Regions from separate parts of the Gossypium hirsutum genome. Here region 2 is linked to region 1. Evidence: chromatin contacts called from public Hi-C data. All regions are on one chromosome and are shown on one strand. The core of a region is the stretch at or near the end of the contact, and the rest is flanking DNA. Distances in the headings are between cores, read along the strand shown. Region 1 has its middle 10 kb from the start of LOC121226083. Region 2 holds the start of LOC107919486 (probable leucine-rich repeat receptor-like protein kinase At1g68400).

The links. Hi-C and Micro-C count contacts between places; a contact is called where the count stands out from the background.
Region 2: a contact with region 1 is called in a Hi-C map of leaf, with 2.5 times the contacts expected there. The contact joins the promoter of LOC107919486 here to the enhancer-like site in region 1. A contact is called at or near these places in 10 of 34 Hi-C or Micro-C datasets (anther, callus, fibers and 4 more).

Annotation. Positions count from the first base shown.
Region 1 is chrD13:49,428,569-49,432,800 of Gossypium_hirsutum_v2.1, forward strand. No RefSeq gene overlaps it. Among protein-coding and RNA genes, the nearest start is that of LOC121226083, 10 kb to the left of the region's middle. Within about 2 kb of position 1,688, at least 9 of the 9 cell types and tissues checked have an H3K27ac peak or open chromatin away from gene starts, as enhancers often do. A contact at or near this core is called in fibers, hypocotyl and leaf, where this site is marked.
Region 2 is chrD13:49,544,910-49,548,645 of Gossypium_hirsutum_v2.1, forward strand. It overlaps LOC107919486 (probable leucine-rich repeat receptor-like protein kinase At1g68400), which reads left to right and starts at 2,279. Exons shown (of 3, transcript XM_041109020.1): 1 at 2,279-2,493; 2 at 2,601-3,736. The coding sequence starts at 2,959.

The DNA of each region.
Region 1 (4,232 bases), core at 438-2,937:
TAAAAAGGTTTGGGAGTTTGGGGTAAAAATGTAAAATATTATAGTTTGATATTTGAATTATTCGAATTCGAAAACTCAACTCGATTCGAACTCGAAAGTTGAAAAAAAAATTCGAGTTGATTCGAATAACTCGATTAACTCGAATAACTCGATTCATTTAACTCGAAATTCAATATTTTTTCAATTTTTTCGAGTCGAATCCAATTTTGCTCACCCTAACTGTTAAAATTCCGCTTTTCCAAACCTAGGTGTTTCGCCCATCTCGCCGAAAAAAGAAAGGGTCTCCTATTAGAATAATGAATCAATAGCCTAAGTGACAACAACAGTGGCCTATGGTTAGATTTGAGCATTGAGAGATGAGTCACACAACAAGTTGGAAAAGAAGCCATCAACTTATCATTTCCAATTGCTTTATCAATACGCTCAAAAACTCCACCCCTATGCCACGTAAAAGGAGAACCCCTAAACCCCAAATCATTAAGATCAACCGAATTCATAAAGTCACCAAAATATGGACATCTTCTTCCCTTACCACGCCCACCTCTCTTTTCATTGATAGAAAGAATAGCGTTGAGATACCCTATAGCCTACCAAGGGCAACCATTCCTCAAAATCTACGACTTTAAATCATCACAAAGGCATCTCCGTTTACAACTATCTGGATTACCACGAACAAAAACCACAAAAATTGGTCTTAGGAGAGAATTCTCAGAAATGCGGATCAAAACGAATTTAGGGTGACTCCAAAGTATATCAACACGGAGCAACTACTTACACCCAACCCAGATGCCACCAGAAAAACCTACTGCCTCCACTCACTGAGAGCACTGGAAACCAAGACTAGCAATAATAGAATCAGCTTTACCCACACTAACTCTTGTCTCTAAAAGGCCCGATTATACTCATGAAAAATCCGTAGAAACTTGATATTTGCACATCCTTGGCAATTCCATGAAAATATAAATAAATTCATAAAAAAATAAAGGAAATATGAAAACTAACCTTAAAACTAGCTTAACAGTTTTCTCTGCGACATTTTTCATCATGACTCATTTTCTCCTTCTTAGCCTCATTTTCTCTGATAAGTTTGGTTATATAATTCATGTTATTTTATAAAAGAACCCTTGTATTGCCTGAATTTTTAAACCGACCACCACGATCCTAAATCTTACTGATGACTCTACCATTTCAAACAACCCCCTTTTCCCACCCGGATCTCGCCCTCCGAGAGACAAAAGTCCTTTATCATTCTCGGCCAAAAAAACTTTTCCTGGAGATGTAGTATTTTTGGGGCCCTCAATTTCCTTAAAAAAACGGTTGAGTGTTTCCTGGGATCAAGAATATCTTTAATAGGAAGCAGTATTTGCTCTATCAATCCTTCGAACATAGGGTTTAAGTGGGAATTAGTGCCCGAATTATTCTCACGCTCGTTATCAACCAGCAAATCAACATAATTATTAATACTGCTAGGAACATTAATATTCACCTGCACCTCCCTAGGATTTTTTCCCCTTGGACCCAATCCAATTTTTCACCGACTGGAGCAGACCCAACAGAATCAGTTTTATTCGGGCTTTTTGAACCCCCAAATTCTAAAATTTGTCTTTCCCCCGAAACCCCATGCAAAAATTTGCTCTTCTCTATACTAGGCCCAACACTCTCCACAGCATTGGACCCACGGGAAACCCCAGCTCCAACTGAATTATCATGGCCCAAATCGCCTATCTATAGCGAGCCCGTTCTAGACCCAACTAATTTGTTATTACCCCCAAAATTAACCCTACCTTTCTTCTTCAAACCCCCCCTTCTGAAATATAACACCCGAAATTTGCAGCTCCGCTGCTGCAAACTCAGATTCTTTGTCCCTAATCAAAATCAAGGCCCCAAATCTTGACCCTTCCCCAAATGATGCCGATTTGATCGAGTTTTGATTCTAATTTACCCTCAAGTTTCGCCTTGATTTTTTCTCAACTAACATTCAGGGAAAGAAAGGTTCCGATGGCTCTTTCGACTTCTCTTTCTCCGGTATAATCACCGGCGATGGAGAAACAATCGCACCATCAACTTGTTTGGGACCAACGGCCGGGCAGGCTTCTTGTACATGTCCAAACCTGCCATAAGCAAAGCAAACAGTTGGTAACGACTCAAACTCAACCCTTTGTACCTTACCATCAACAAGGATCTTAGTAACAAGAGGTTTTTCCAGGTCAATAAACACTACCATCCTAGAAAGCTTCCCCCTTGAACCACGATCAGTCTGGAAATCAAGTTTAGCTACTTTGCGGATCAACCCGCCTATTTCCTCCAAGATTTTCCGTTTATAGAAAAACCCCGACAAACCAGGAAGTCGAATCCAAACCATAACATTCCTCGGGAATGGCTGAAGTGGATTGAATTCAGGAGTCCACGGCTGCACCATGAGATATTTCCCAAGAACGATCTATGGCCCCTGAGTAAGAACCCTCTCATAATCTTTCCGACATTGAAATCTAACCAGAAAGTAACCATTTTCGACGTCCATGAGATGGAACTACTACGAAGGCTTCCAAAGGCTAGAGATCCTGTTATAGAGAGGTACATTCGACACTTTCCTACCCAACAATTTCACCACCAACGTGGTTGCCATATCTAGCACCAAAAGTTTTTGGATTCTCTCTGAAAAAGCTAATCGTAGGTAACCATTAACTGTAGATTTCATAATATCACCATCTAAAAATTCCAGATCTTCATCACATCCAAAATCAAATGATCTACTACCAACCACTTTGTCCTTCCAAGACAGCACTTATGTTGGAGAGGGATTAACAACCATACCACAACTCGAGTCATTAACCACTCCGCTAATCGTATACACATCCATCCTTTTGGATTTGACCTTTTCGGTGGTACGATCCTCATTCGAAGATACGCCACCATCATCGTCAACCATCGTCGTCGTCATCCAATATGTTTTTCTTATTGAAATAAATCTTTCTAGAAATTAATTTGTTCCACTAAACCTGGAATTGAAAAAGAAAAGTGTAAACAATTGTCTGTATATATTAATTAATTAAATTTAAATTTTATCTTTCATTATTTATTGGATGTTATTTTTAAACACACAATAGTGTTATAAATTTACAATTTTTACATGCATAAACGTGTGATACGATTTATAGTATTTTTAATAATTTATTTTTATTAAAACTATTGATGTAATTAGTTAATTATAACCTAAAAATATAAAAATATTTTTTTACTTAACGGTAAGATTCTTAGATTAAGTGGTAAGAGACTTTAAATTTAATCTCTAACATTTTTACCTTTACATCAATAATTAAAAAAAAATTGTTATCTATACCATATTTATGTTTTAGAATTAATTTAAATAAAAAGTAATTCATATTATTACTATATTATATAACACTCACGATTGTATTGATTGCATTAAACTATGCAAAAAGTTGGGTATGCTACTTAACTTTTGCGTGCCAGGCTCTTTTCATGCCATAAGGAAAGGACAGACACCCAGCTTGTCCTCCACCTAGATAAACTGACCCGTATCTTGATACCAATTATTGGGCTTAATAGAAATGAGTGGACCCATGTCTCTATTGTTGAGAATAGGTTTTTTACAAAAATAATATAAAAAATAAAAAATTACCAAAATGTTATAACTTTTTTTATTTATCAAAATATATATAATTTTTTTTATTTACCAAAATATATCAAAAAAACAAAAAAATAAAAAAATAGAAAAAAAAACTTGGACTGATTTGACAACTTTCTGGGTGGAGGGAAGCAGGTTGGCGACACCAAACAAGGGATCCCTGTTGGCGGCACCACCCTTGAATTTAAGGGTGGTTAGTTGGTGGGGGAAAGAAGGAGAGGGGAAGAAGAAGAAAGAAAGGAAGAAAGAAAAAGAAGGAAAGAAAAGGAAAGGGGAGGAAAGAAAGAAAAATAAGGAAAGAAAAGGAAAGGAGAAGAGAAAAAAAAAAAAGAAAGAAGAAGAAGAGAGAAGGAAGGAAAAAAAAGAAAATAAGGTAATTTTTATTATTAATTTAAGATTTTTGTAATATTTGTGTGTTAAAAAATAATGTGAAGTACATTTTACGTATTTTATTAATTTATTTAGGATATATAATTTTTGAGATATATTTAGCATAAAAAAATTCATGGTATGTACATTATATGTTGATTAGGAATTTTTTTTATGAAATTGACTTAAGATGTTGAAATTAGTTTTGTTAGGA
Region 2 (3,736 bases), core at 1,029-3,528, 120 kb after region 1:
TCTTGATTCCCGAGATTATTCAAAATTCAATTTTTTTAAAAATGTTTGTTTATTCAGATTTATTGAGAAAATCAAAACCCTGTAAGTTAGGGCACGACCTTTCGAATCTCAAAATACGAGGTATTACTTATTTTAAAATCATAATTTATGTATCGAGTAAAATTAATGTATCAAATTTTTTTGTGAAAATAAATCACGATGATAATATGCGTAACAACATAAATGCGTTAAGAAACATCAAGAAAGATGAGAACGAATTAACGAAACAAACAAACTGATTACAGATAAAAGAAAAATAACAATCAAACTAAAAAAATAAAATAAAAAACTATAGTAAAGAACCATATGAATAAATGGGATATAAAAGAGTTTTCAAAATAATAATACTAATAATAATGAGAATAATATGAATGATAATAAAAATAATAAATAATGAATAATCTAAGGTTTGGAATCATATAAAAGATTATGAATAAATAAATATAATATGATAAAATAGAATAGATGTATTTAAAATATTAGGTAAATCAATATAAAAAGAAATATAATAGAAATAATTATGCAAAACTAACTAATTTAATAATATGATAATAATAACAAGTAAATAAATAAAAAGGAAAATAATAATAGTAATAATAATGTTAAATTAATTAATATAATAATAAGATAGCAAAAATAACAAAAAAGGGGGTTAAATTGAACTTTGAAACAAAAATTTGGGGCAAATTAGAAATAAATAAAAAAGGACAATGACCAAGTAGAACGCGCGAATAACAAGGAGGGACCAAAATGGGCAATAATCCCCACCCTCCAAAACGCATAGCTTCAAGATGGACCAAATTGAAAGCCGAAATAAATTATAGGGCAAAAATTAAAAATGAAAGAAACTTAATTGTAAACAGTAAAAAATGAAAGGGCTAAAGGCGCAATTAACCCTTCCGTCTAAAAACACGCGGATCCCAGGGGTTAATGGGTCAGGTAATCGGGCACCCCAAAACGACGTTGTTTTGGGCATTTGAGGCCACTCTCAAAACGACGACGTTTTGGGGGCCTATATAAGTTAGGTTTTTAACAAAAAAAAATCATATAGCCTTTGTTTTTAGAGAAAAAAACTGAAAAAGCTCTCCCCTCTCCCTCTGGCCGAAGCCTAGAATCCGGCAAGGGGGACCGCTGTGGCTCCGCCGCCCCTCCGCCGTGGACGGTGGTCAAACGCCCCAGGTAAGTTTTCGTCCTCCCTTTTCTATATATATACGAGATATATATATACAGTTTTTCTTTTTAAACTAAAGGAAAATAAAGAAATTTTTTAATATGAACAGTTTCAAAAACTAGAAAATAAAGAAAATAAAAATGACCTTTGCACGTTTCTACTTTGTTTTTTTCTTCAATCTGCTTTGATGCTTTTTGTTGTTTTTATACTTGAATCTGTTTTTTATTGTATTCAAGAAAAATCCCCCTGGGAAAAAAACTACAATGGTTTATCATGGCTTATGTAGCCATTTTACAAAACTTTAATCTGTTTTTGTATATTTGCTGTCACTTTTGATTTTGGTCTTTGTAGGTGGTGGTGCAAGTGGAGGGCGGTGCTGACAAAGGTGGCAGAGGTGGCACAGTCGGTGGCAGATCTATGGGAGTTAGGGGCAGCACGGACTAAGGTTTCTTTTGTTTTTCTATTTTTTTGGGTATTAGGCTAATTGGGCTTGAATTGGGAAATTTTGGTTTTGGGCCTATCTAATTTTTGTTGAGTTTGTAATTGGTTGTATTGGGTTTTAGTTTTTTTATGGGCCCTGGCAGGATTGGCCCACAATAATATCAAATTAGAACATATAAAGACAATTTAGTAAGACTTTCGAGGGAGCAAATTTAAAATAAATTTGATAGGGTTTGGTGTAGAAACGAAGTTTCCATGATTTTAAATTTTATCTTAATAAAATCATATTGTTGGCACATTTTAACAATTTTTGAACTGCAAAGATGATTTATATTTACATTCATAAGATAGTGTAAATTTAGTAGCCAAAAGTTCTAAGTAAGTTTGTTTAAAGTTAAGAGTTTTATGAAAGTGGATTAATTTAACCTGACTGTCTTGAAACAGTTATAGCTATTTAAAATGGATCTTCTGTAAGGTTCCACTCTGTATTGGTTCAAAGTATTCATCAAATACTATCGCGTTTTAAACAATGAGATATCAGGCATATTTGTAGAGAGGAAAATTAAGAAGCTGACTATTTGATCAAATTGGTCTAACATCGAGATTACAGGTTGTCTGTTTGCGACTTCTCCTTTAGAGGGGAGGGTCTAGTTTTTGTAATTTGCTTTTATTTCTACTTTTTCACTTAAGAGTTTTAGGAGTAAGAAGTGGATAAACTCAAAGTTAGGTTGTGTACGGCTGACTCAGTGTTGCTTTGTGGTTATCAACGTAATTTTGTTGTCATGGTGAGAAAAACAGAATGTGGCCAAAATGAAGAAAAGCTTCGAAGCCGCCAAACATAGGTTTTGTCCCAATATCTTATCACTTACTCCTTCATTATGATGTTGCTCACAGATTTCCTCACCCAAAATAATCACTCTAACTAATAGTTTTAGATTCTTGTCTGCAGCTTTATTGAAAACAAGACTGATATTGCGAGCATGATATTGGAGTGGTCACGGACTTGGGTGTGAATATATGTATCCTTTATAGTTATGCACATGAGCTCGAATACTTTTAAAAAAAAGAACGGTAGGAGTAACATAGCTTAATAAATTCCAGTACGAGTGTAGCATCTCATTGAAGATGACGAGTTACTCGAAGTTCATCCACATTTTTTTTGTATAATTTAATAGGGAGCTTTGGAAACTAAGACAGAAAAAAATGTCCTTTTTCAGATATATCAAAAACAAGGAGGAAGGAACAATGATGCCTTTGAAGTAACTTTTAAACAAGTTTCCATTGACTTGAAGAAACTTTGTACAAAAATGCAGAGAAAGGGAGGGTTTGATCTGTTTCTCAACTGGCTAACATGCATTGCGGTTGTTTCTGCATTAATCAAAACCTGTATGGGAGGTGAGTTATATGAATCCAAATCCTTTTTTAGCTTCATTAGATCTGTTGATCCACAAAACGAACTTGGGATTCAATGGAACCACTTGTCACAAAATCCATGCTTGCATAAGCCTAATGGTGTGAAGTGCAATCTGCAGGCTACCTCAATATTAGAAATAAGGCTTGAAAATCTGAATCTTAGTGGTGTAATAGATGCAGATGCCCTCTGCAAACTTCGAAAGCTTCAAGTTCTTAGCTTATCGAGGAATCTTATACACGGAACGATACCGAGCTCGATATCGTACTGCACTAGGCTGAGGTATCTCAACTTAAGCAGCAATTCGTTAAGTGGGAGAGTTCCTCACACTCTAACCAAGTTGAAGTATCTCAAGAGTTTGGACATCTCTAACAATCATTTTACCAACATCGGTCCATATATTGGAAAGGAATTCGACCATTCTAATAAGTATTTAAAGAAACCAGTTTCATTACAAAGTGATGGTCATTTAAACACAAGAAGAAAGGATGAACAAGCTGCAGGTGCCTCAAAAGATTCCAGTGAAGATAATTCCATCGATCTATTGGTTGTTTTGATCCCTTTATATCTTGGCTTTGGGTTCCTCTTTGTGTTCTTATACTATATGAGAAAGAGGGCCGATAAAATAGCGAAAGAGAAAGAAGCACAAAAGGTGCTTAAAGAAACACCGCTCA